Regions from separate parts of the Mus musculus genome. Here region 1 is linked to region 2. The links are chromatin contacts, called in public HiCAR-type maps. All regions are on one chromosome and are shown on one strand. The core of a region is the stretch at or near the end of the contact, and the rest is flanking DNA. Distances in the headings are between cores, read along the strand shown.

Region 1 (4,133 bases), core at 787-3,286, 560 kb after region 2:
GTGGTGGCACATTCCAGGACTCAGGAGGCAGAGGCAGGTGCTCTATGAGTTCAAGGCCAGCCCAGACTACATAGCTTAAAGACAACCCAGGATACACAGCAAGAAGGTGTCTCAAAAAACCCAAAAACCAAAGCAAAACAACAGTAACAAAAACCAAAAGAGAAACCCCATCCCTTTAATCCCATCTCTCCAGGCTGGGACACAGGAAGGAGTTCCTGTTTCTCTAGATTTGCTTGTCCTGGATGTTTTTCTCATGAATGGTGTCATACTATGCCCTTTGTGACTGGCTTTTTCTTTAGCGTGTTTCCAAGATGCAGTAGCATAAAATATATCAGCATTGTACTTACGTTTACTGAAAAAAAAAAAAAAGACATGTATTCCTTTGTATGTGCACTGTTACGCCATGCGTCAGTCTGTGGAAAGGTGACCTATTCTTATTTTTTCAGCTAAGCCATTTCTTCAGCCCCTTAATGTGTATATGTTTTGGGCTATTCTTGTCTTTTGGTTGTGTGTTTCGAGTTACAGGCGGTCCTAAGACTATTTTACAGCCTTACATCTTTTTCCTTTCATCCAGCCTGCCTATCTATATTCTACTCTCCATGTGGTGAGCCTGGTGTTACCCTAAGTTAACAAGAACAGGGAAAGCCTGTTATCTTCATGCTATTGATACTGGCGTTACTAGCATAACGGTATCTTTTTCTCATAAGCCCTGATATAAGGTGCCATTATAACTCAGAAGTAATTTCTTCAGCACAATTTGTCACCCACTTTCGTATGAGAGTCAATATAGACAATCTGCCTAAGTCAGTGCTTTCCTTACATCACGTGGGTCCCTGGGGATGCAATTCGTGTCCTTGGGCTTGACAGCAAGCACCTTTACCCACTCAGCCACCTTGCAGGCCCCCAGAAAGGATAAATTTGAAAATAATAAATATGAAAGGATAATTTTGTATTTCACAAAGTCTACTTATCTATTTAGTACCTTCTATATGGTAAACACCATGCCTGTACTGTTTTGGATTTTAATTTTATACAAGGAATTCTTGAAGGCAGAATTCTGTTGGCTAATTCCTATTCTGTTCCTTGTTCCCCAAGTCGGAGTAAGAAACACTAATAAGACGTTATTCCTTTTCTACTACTAGACTATAATTACTTAGAACCCAGAGATGCCAAACAAGGAAGGTCCTTCCGGTTTGCTGCTTTCATTGCTCTTCTAACCTGGCAGACCTAGGTTTGGTGTCATTTTAATAAAAGTCATTAAAGTTGGTCGAACCAACAAGAAGACCAATTGTAACACAAGGAGCAGACTATGCAGGGACCGGATACTAGATAAAACTTTAACAGTCCGCTGTTGCTTTCTCAAGAACTCTTTTTTTTTTTTTTTAAAGCAAGTCATATTCTCTTGGAACAGTGGCAGAAGGCGCTCTTGAAAAGCTACGCCTGCACTTTTTAAAGGACAAGACACTGAAAAGGATGGTAGTAAAAACCCTCGGTGCTAACATGAATATGGGACACCAAGCGGCTTCTGAAAACACGGGGACGAGGGCGGGACAGAGTAGTAACACAGAGCTCAGACTGTGTCGGATGGAGAGACGTCCGTGCCTGGTGTGGCGAGGGGGGTGCAATGGGAAGAGCTGTCCCGGGACAGCACAGGGACTTGGGAGGGAAAGTCGGCCCGAGTCAGGTCGCCCAAGGGTGGGGCTTTGCGGAAGAACCTCACCGGGGTGAGAGTTGGCCAAAGCCGCGGAGAAGGCCGCGTCTGGCCACCCCGCCCATCCCTGGTGCTGGCACGAAACCCGACTCTGGGCAAGCCGGAAGGAGTCAAGCCAGGGACTTGGTCCCAAAGCAACAAGTGCCCATGCAGCTCCCAGAGAGGCTGCAGAGCTGCAGCGGGAAAGAAGACCCCCGTACAGCCGACCCTTCCCGGCCTCATCCCTGACCCCTCCGCACTCACTCCGCCACACGACGCTCTTCAGTCCCCGCTCCGATACCGGCGGCGCCATCTTCCCCCAGCCGTGGAGCTACAGCCACCGCCTCCCACTCGCAACCTACTTTGGCCCTGAAAGCTGCGCTCGGGGGCGGGCCCTTCCCCTCGCGGTGGGGAGGCTCCGCCCCCTCCGCGGGCCGCGCCCTCAGGTGACGTCACGCGCATCAACTAGGGCGTGTCCCGCCTGTGCCTGGACTGCGGCTGCGTAGTGTGGTCAGACTTCTGTGCACTGTCTGGCGCCCCCTAGCGGAAGCCTACTATAACCCATATCTCAGTGTCCAATTTGGCATCAGAAAGCAAATATGTGAACTAACACAATTTATACAATTATGAATTTATACATACCGGGTCTTTTTTATTTTACATTTATCTGTGTGTATGTATGCATGTGTGCATACCAAGGCTCGCAGGTGAAGGTCAGAAGACCTCATCTTCCACAGTGTGGGTCTTGGGATGGAACCTAAGTTGTCAAGACACATCCTGCCATCCCCAATACGGAGACTTTATGCTTTACAAAATAATGTTTCATTCAGCAAAGCAATTCAAACTATACTGTTCAGAAGCCTGTTCAACCGCCATATGGGAAGTCTATCCCTCTCAACTTCATTTTAATAATTTTTGAAGATCATTGATTATTTAAGCTGTAAGGTAACCACCAGTGTTCCCAGAACTGTGATAGAGTTTCAGAAAAGTCTAAGAAATGAGAGACCCTCTTATTCCTATGAAGAATTTTACATTTTAAGTTATAGAGCACGATTCCTAGAATTGTTAATTCCACAAGGCAGGAGTAAGACCACTACCATAATTTTAGAGCTAAAATTGAAGCAAGCTTTATTATATCCAGGAGCACCAGAGACCTGGCCAATTAGGGGTTAGAGAGAGAAGTGCTGAGAGTCCCTTTTAAGGAGCAAAATAACAAGTAGTTGCAAAACAGTGTTACAGAAGCAAGACAACAGGGCAGTTGGGAAGTATAGGAAAATTTCAAAAGGACAAAAACCAAGTACTTAGTGATAAGGGAGGGTCAAAGTGTTCTCAAAAACAAGTCATGGTCACAGGGTGGTGCAGGGCAGGTTCCAAGAAACAGAAACTTAAAAACAGAAACTCAACTCTTACAATAAACGAAACTTTGTGTTTAACAATACAACAAAATGTCTCCTACCTTAAAAATGGAGTCAGGCAGGTTTCTCATTCTCCCCTTGACCTTTGTGTCCTTCTCAAATCCTTGATAGGGGACTGTCTTTAATAATGTTGTCAAGTGGCAATGATTCTAGCCTTGTTTGGTGGATGCAGGGCCCAATTATGGTAGCCAGTAGAAACATTAGCAGGCCAAAGAAGGGGAGAGCCATCTTAGCCATGTTGTCGGTCAACATTTGTTTGAAAGATTTTGTTTATTTATTTCTCCATCAATACTTGTCAATAGTATGAGAAGAATCAGAGATACTAAAACAGCACATTTCGGTAAATTGCTGACAACCAAGATTACATTTAAGTAACAGGTAAGAGGGATCTTTTCTGACACAGAGTTTCCTTGTTGACTATCTATCTGGTGGTAGATGGAGCCAGAGGTTATACCCCAAACTATTAGTTACACACAGGGTTCCTTTGGGTATGCTAAGTTCAATCGAGGTGATTGATGAGTCTTCCTTTCTGCTTCTTATTTTAGCACACCTGTGATTTCCACTATTAGACCCCTTTAGAGAATATTTGATTATGCTAAAGTCTGTATTATTACTTTGGGATTGGTCAGTTAGAATAGGTCATCTCTAGAATCCTCCATCCATGGTGGATAAAAGCAATCGTTTTCATAACAAGACAGTATCAGGGTGTTCCCTATAATAGGATTGCCTTTATTTCCCCCTTCAAGATGCGTTTAGATTCTGTTTGCAAAGCTTGAAAATAAGACGGCAAAACCGTTAGCCATAGGACAATCATGGTATAGATTCCAACAGCAAGATCACAACATTTAAAGTTATGTTAGATGGTCAAACCTTAGAAAGTTTGATTTCTTTTTAAAGATTTACTTATTTCATTTATATGAGTACTCTATAGCTGTCTTCAGACACACTAGAAGAGGACATCAAATCCCATTACAGATGGTTGTGAGCCACCATGTGGTTGCTGGGAATTGAACTCAGGACCTTTGGAA
Region 2 (4,188 bases), core at 1,597-4,096:
TTTGTGTAATCTTTCATTAGGAAATTGTACTCTGATACTAAATAGTAGTAATATGGTAGCTGATTTCATACAAAATTCAGTGTAGTGAAAAGTAGCGTGTGCTGAAACACATTTGAAAACATCAGTTCAGCAAAGGAAGAAGTTTTGCCCACACATACAATGAAAGCAACTTGGGTTTATTTTCAACATTCTGCAGATTTCTACTGATGTTAATCCTGTTATGATGTTAATCCTGTATCATGTGAGATTTAGCCCCTGGAATCTTGTATCAACTTAGTCATTGTCTTACGGTTTCACTGCTGTAAAGAGACACTATGACCAAGGCAACTCTTATAAGGACATTTAATCAGGGTTGACTTATAGGTTCAGAGGTTCGAGCATGGCAGCATCCAGACAGGCATGGTGCAGGAGGCCTTTATCTGAAGGCCACTAGAGAAGACTGACTTCAAGGCAGCTAGGATGAGGTCTTAAAGCCTACACCCACAATGACACACTCCAAGGCCACATCTCCTAACAGTGCCACTCTCTGGCCCAAGCATATTCTAACCACCAGTCATTTAAGAATTTTATTGGGAAGCTGTCATAGCTGTGAAAGGTCATCTGTAGTCTCCCACAGTCTAAGAAAAGTACCTCTAGTGGGAAAAAGAGGCAATCATCTCTAATGTGTATGAGTGAGTGTGTGTGTGTGTGTGTGCGCGCGCGCACGCACATGTACCCAAGTATATATGAGGAGCCTGAGGAGGTCAGAAGAATGCATTGGATCCCCTGGAACTGGAGTTACAGGTGGTTGTGAGCTGCCACGTGGGTGCTGGGATCTAAACCCAGGTATCCTGTAAGCTCTTAACTGCTGAGCCGTTGCTCCAGGTCCAGTACTGCTTTTAACACTATAGATTAATGCAGATGTGGAAAAGAATACGTTGCTTTGAAGAGGTGTGTCACTCAAGAATATACAGAGAAAAAAGCGAAGGGAAAACATAGTGTAGCCCTCCAGCTTACAGTCCCTCCTATTGCTAAGGCAGGATGTCTGTATAACTGAGAACAGTAAGTATCATTATCTGCTATAATTACAATGTGAATAATTCAAAGAGATGGTTACTTTTCTTTAAATGTTGTGTTCAAGAAATGATCTTACATACAAAAAGGTATAGCTTTGTGATAATTACTTCATATTGATATTTTTGCTTGGGAGGCTGGTGAAGGAGGATCAAAGACTCTAAGCCACCCTGGGCTACAAAAAAAGACTCCCCAGTTCAACAAACTGACAAAATCTAAACGTTAATGGAACTAAATAGCTAAAAGATGTATCTGGTAGTTTCTCCAGCAGGTAGCACTGTTGAGTTAGCTTTCTTCTTTCCCCATAGTAAGACAATAGACCATTCATCTTTGTCACCCAAACAAAGAAATATTCCTTTGTAGCCCCCTTTTTCCCCTCCGTAACTGGTCACATGCTACTGTAACTGACTGCCTTGTGATCTAATCCATACTTGACACGAATTAAAAATAAGTTGTGCTTAAAAATAAATAATGTGGCGTTTATATTTCTGGAAAGAAAACACACTCATCAGTTTTTATCTTGTTCAGTGGCTCAGAAACTGGAGGGCTTTTCTGTTGATTTGCCATCCTGTTCCGCTTTCCAGAGCTTCACAGCTCCCTTCTTACTGTGGTTTTGGGGAGAGGAAAAACTCCCGAGTACGTAAATAGTTTTGTTTGTACTATTCCGTGTGCATACTCGGGTAGGCCTGCCGTTTGAGTTTACTGTTAAAGTTAAAAGTAACTTCCAATGGCTTCCACTCTGGTATAACATTTTGCATACTTTGTATCTTTTTATCTGGCTTCCTGAGTTCCGACTGAACAACTTGAAATGTTGGGAAGAGGTGGAGTGAAGTTAAGGATTTAGAACTGGTTTTACCAGCACTGCATGTTCTAAAAGTTGTGTGAGCAGCTTCTGCGGTGTAGGGAACAGTGGGGAGGTTATTTGCTGGAGGTGGGTATTCATTTAGGAGGCATCATATTCAGTGAGGGAATTGGTGTGATGCACTTACTGCAGGGCTAAGGGTGCTTTAGGTAACTAAAATCAGAATGTGACTGTACTAAAATGATAATATATAAAGTGGGCTTTAGGCAATTCTCTTCCCGTATACCTACACTTGGTGGCAAAGCTACCTACATTTCCAAGTCCGCAGAAGCCAAAAAGTACTTTCGCCTCTTGACTACCTCCCTGCAGATGAGGAAGGTGACTGAGGCCAAACATGTTGGAAAGACTTCTGCGGCTTCCATGAGACACGGGTGTAATGATGTTCATCTGCCCCATAGGATTTTCGCATTCACCTTCTTGGCTCCTTCAGCAGACAATGGGCGAGCCAGCGAGCCGGGGTTAAAATCCTAATGTACCAGTTTATGTCGGAGCCCCTTTTCCAACTGAGAGTAGTAGTTCAGGGATTCCCTGGCTTTCCCAGGCGCGGTTTCCACCGAAGGAAATTTTTAGGAGCGTTTGGAGGGGGGTTGGGAGGAGGGTGGAGAAGGCGGCAACGTGACCCAACCCTAACCCGAGGGTCTCCGGAAGCGCCGCCAACCTGCAGGCTGAGCGGGGAGGGGAGAGGGGTAACCCCTAGGCCAACTCCGGGAGCCCAGCCCGCAGACGCCGAGCGACGGTGGAGAATGACCTCAGCCGTCCCTGCCACGTTCCAGCCAATCAGTCCCGCATCTTGGCATCCGAATCCAGGACCCCCGAAGCCGGAGGCGACGCGAGCCAATGAGGAGTGGGCCGGGAAAGAAGGACAGGCGGCCAGCCTATTGGGGAGGAGAGGCCCGGCTGCGCGTATCCAAGCAGCGCGGGGCCGAGCTCGGGGGTGTGGCGCAGCGCCGGCGGGGGTGGGCGGGCGCGCCGGGTGGCAGGTGTCAGCGGCGTCTGCATTCGGCAGCGATGGAGCGGCCCCGGGGAGCTGCGGACGGCCTTTTGCGCTGGCCCCTCGGCCTCCTCCTGCTCCTTCAACTGCTGCCTCCTGCCGCCGTCGGCCAGGACCGGCTGGACGCGCCGCCGCCGCCCGCGCCTCCTCTGCTGCGCTGGGCCGGTCCGGTCGGGGTGAGCTGGGGGCTGCGCGCCGCCGCGCCCGGGGGCCCCGTCCCCCGCGCTGGCCGTTGGCGCCGCGGCGCGCCCGCCGAGGACCAAGACTGCGGCCGCCTCCCGGACTTCATCGCCAAGCTGACCAACAATACGCACCAGGTGAGCGCGCGAGGCCCGGGCGCCCGCCCCGGTTGGGTCGCCCCTCCGGGCCCGCGGCCCCAGGCGGCCGCTCCGCTCCCATTGCACGCTTCGAGGCTAGCGCGAGACCCCGGTTGCGGAGGGCGGCGAGGCGCGGGGGCGGCGGGGGCCGGGGTGGCTGCGGCCCGTGGGGCTGTGTGTCGTCATAGCCGAGGCAATCCGAGACTTTGACTCGCTGCATTCTTTGCTTCTGCTTCTTAAGTTGTCAGAATCTCCCGGTCATCCCCCCCCCCCCCCAACCCCCACCCCGAATATAGAACGCCGGGTCCACCAACGCTGGTACCTACCAGGAAGCTGGAGGCATAATTACCCCTTGAGTGATCGCAGAAGTTGGACAGCCCAGAAGCAGAGGTGTGCCCTCCCTGGGTCGGTACTTTTGAGGTTGACGTCCAGAAATCCCACAGCAGTTGTTAGGTCATGGCTTGTGTTTCCATAGTTAAAGGAACACTCATGGAAATGAAAATGACATTGAAACCCAACCGTGAAATGATATCTCCCCTGCTCCCTAAAATTAAAAACAAAAACAAGCAAACAAAAAACTGATTCAAGATGTTTCCTCAGGATGCAGGCTCAGAACCCTCTAACCTGACCCAAAACGACCTTGAGAGGTATTCCGAACCAAATTCCTGTGTGCAGAACCCAGAGAACAGAAAACGGCCTCTAGGACCTAGATTAGAAGCAATTGCAGAACAGCTCGGATCATCCAGAAGTTCCATTAAATGGCTTTACAGAGTGGCCAACTGTCCCAAACAAGAGTCTGGTTTGTAACCAGTCAGCCCCCTCTTTCTGCATACTACAGGATCTTTAAATCCCTTTGCTCCAGACCCATTCTGGAGATTGGCTCCAGTGTGCTTTGTTTCCTTGTAAGTTGACCTATTAGGAGACTCTTTTTGCACAAGAACTGGTATTGGCTTCTGTGTGTGACC

What was found. HiCAR-type assays count read pairs that join an accessible place to other places.
Region 1: a contact with region 2 is called in a HiCAR-type map of astrocytes, with 2.9 times the contacts expected there. The contact joins the promoter of Stxbp3 here to the promoter of Sort1 in region 2. A contact is called at or near these places in 2 of 115 datasets of contacts at active chromatin or transcription factors (astrocytes and pancreatic cancer cells).

Annotation. Positions count from the first base shown.
Region 1 is chr3:108,838,466-108,842,598 of GRCm38.p6, forward strand. It overlaps Stxbp3 (syntaxin binding protein 3), which reads right to left and starts at 2,037. Exons shown (of 19, transcript NM_011504.1): 1 at 1,955-2,037. The coding sequence starts at 2,003.
Region 2 is chr3:108,281,218-108,285,405 of GRCm38.p6, forward strand. It overlaps Sort1 (sortilin 1), which reads left to right and starts at 2,847. Exons shown (of 20, transcript NM_019972.3): 1 at 2,847-3,223. The coding sequence starts at 2,924.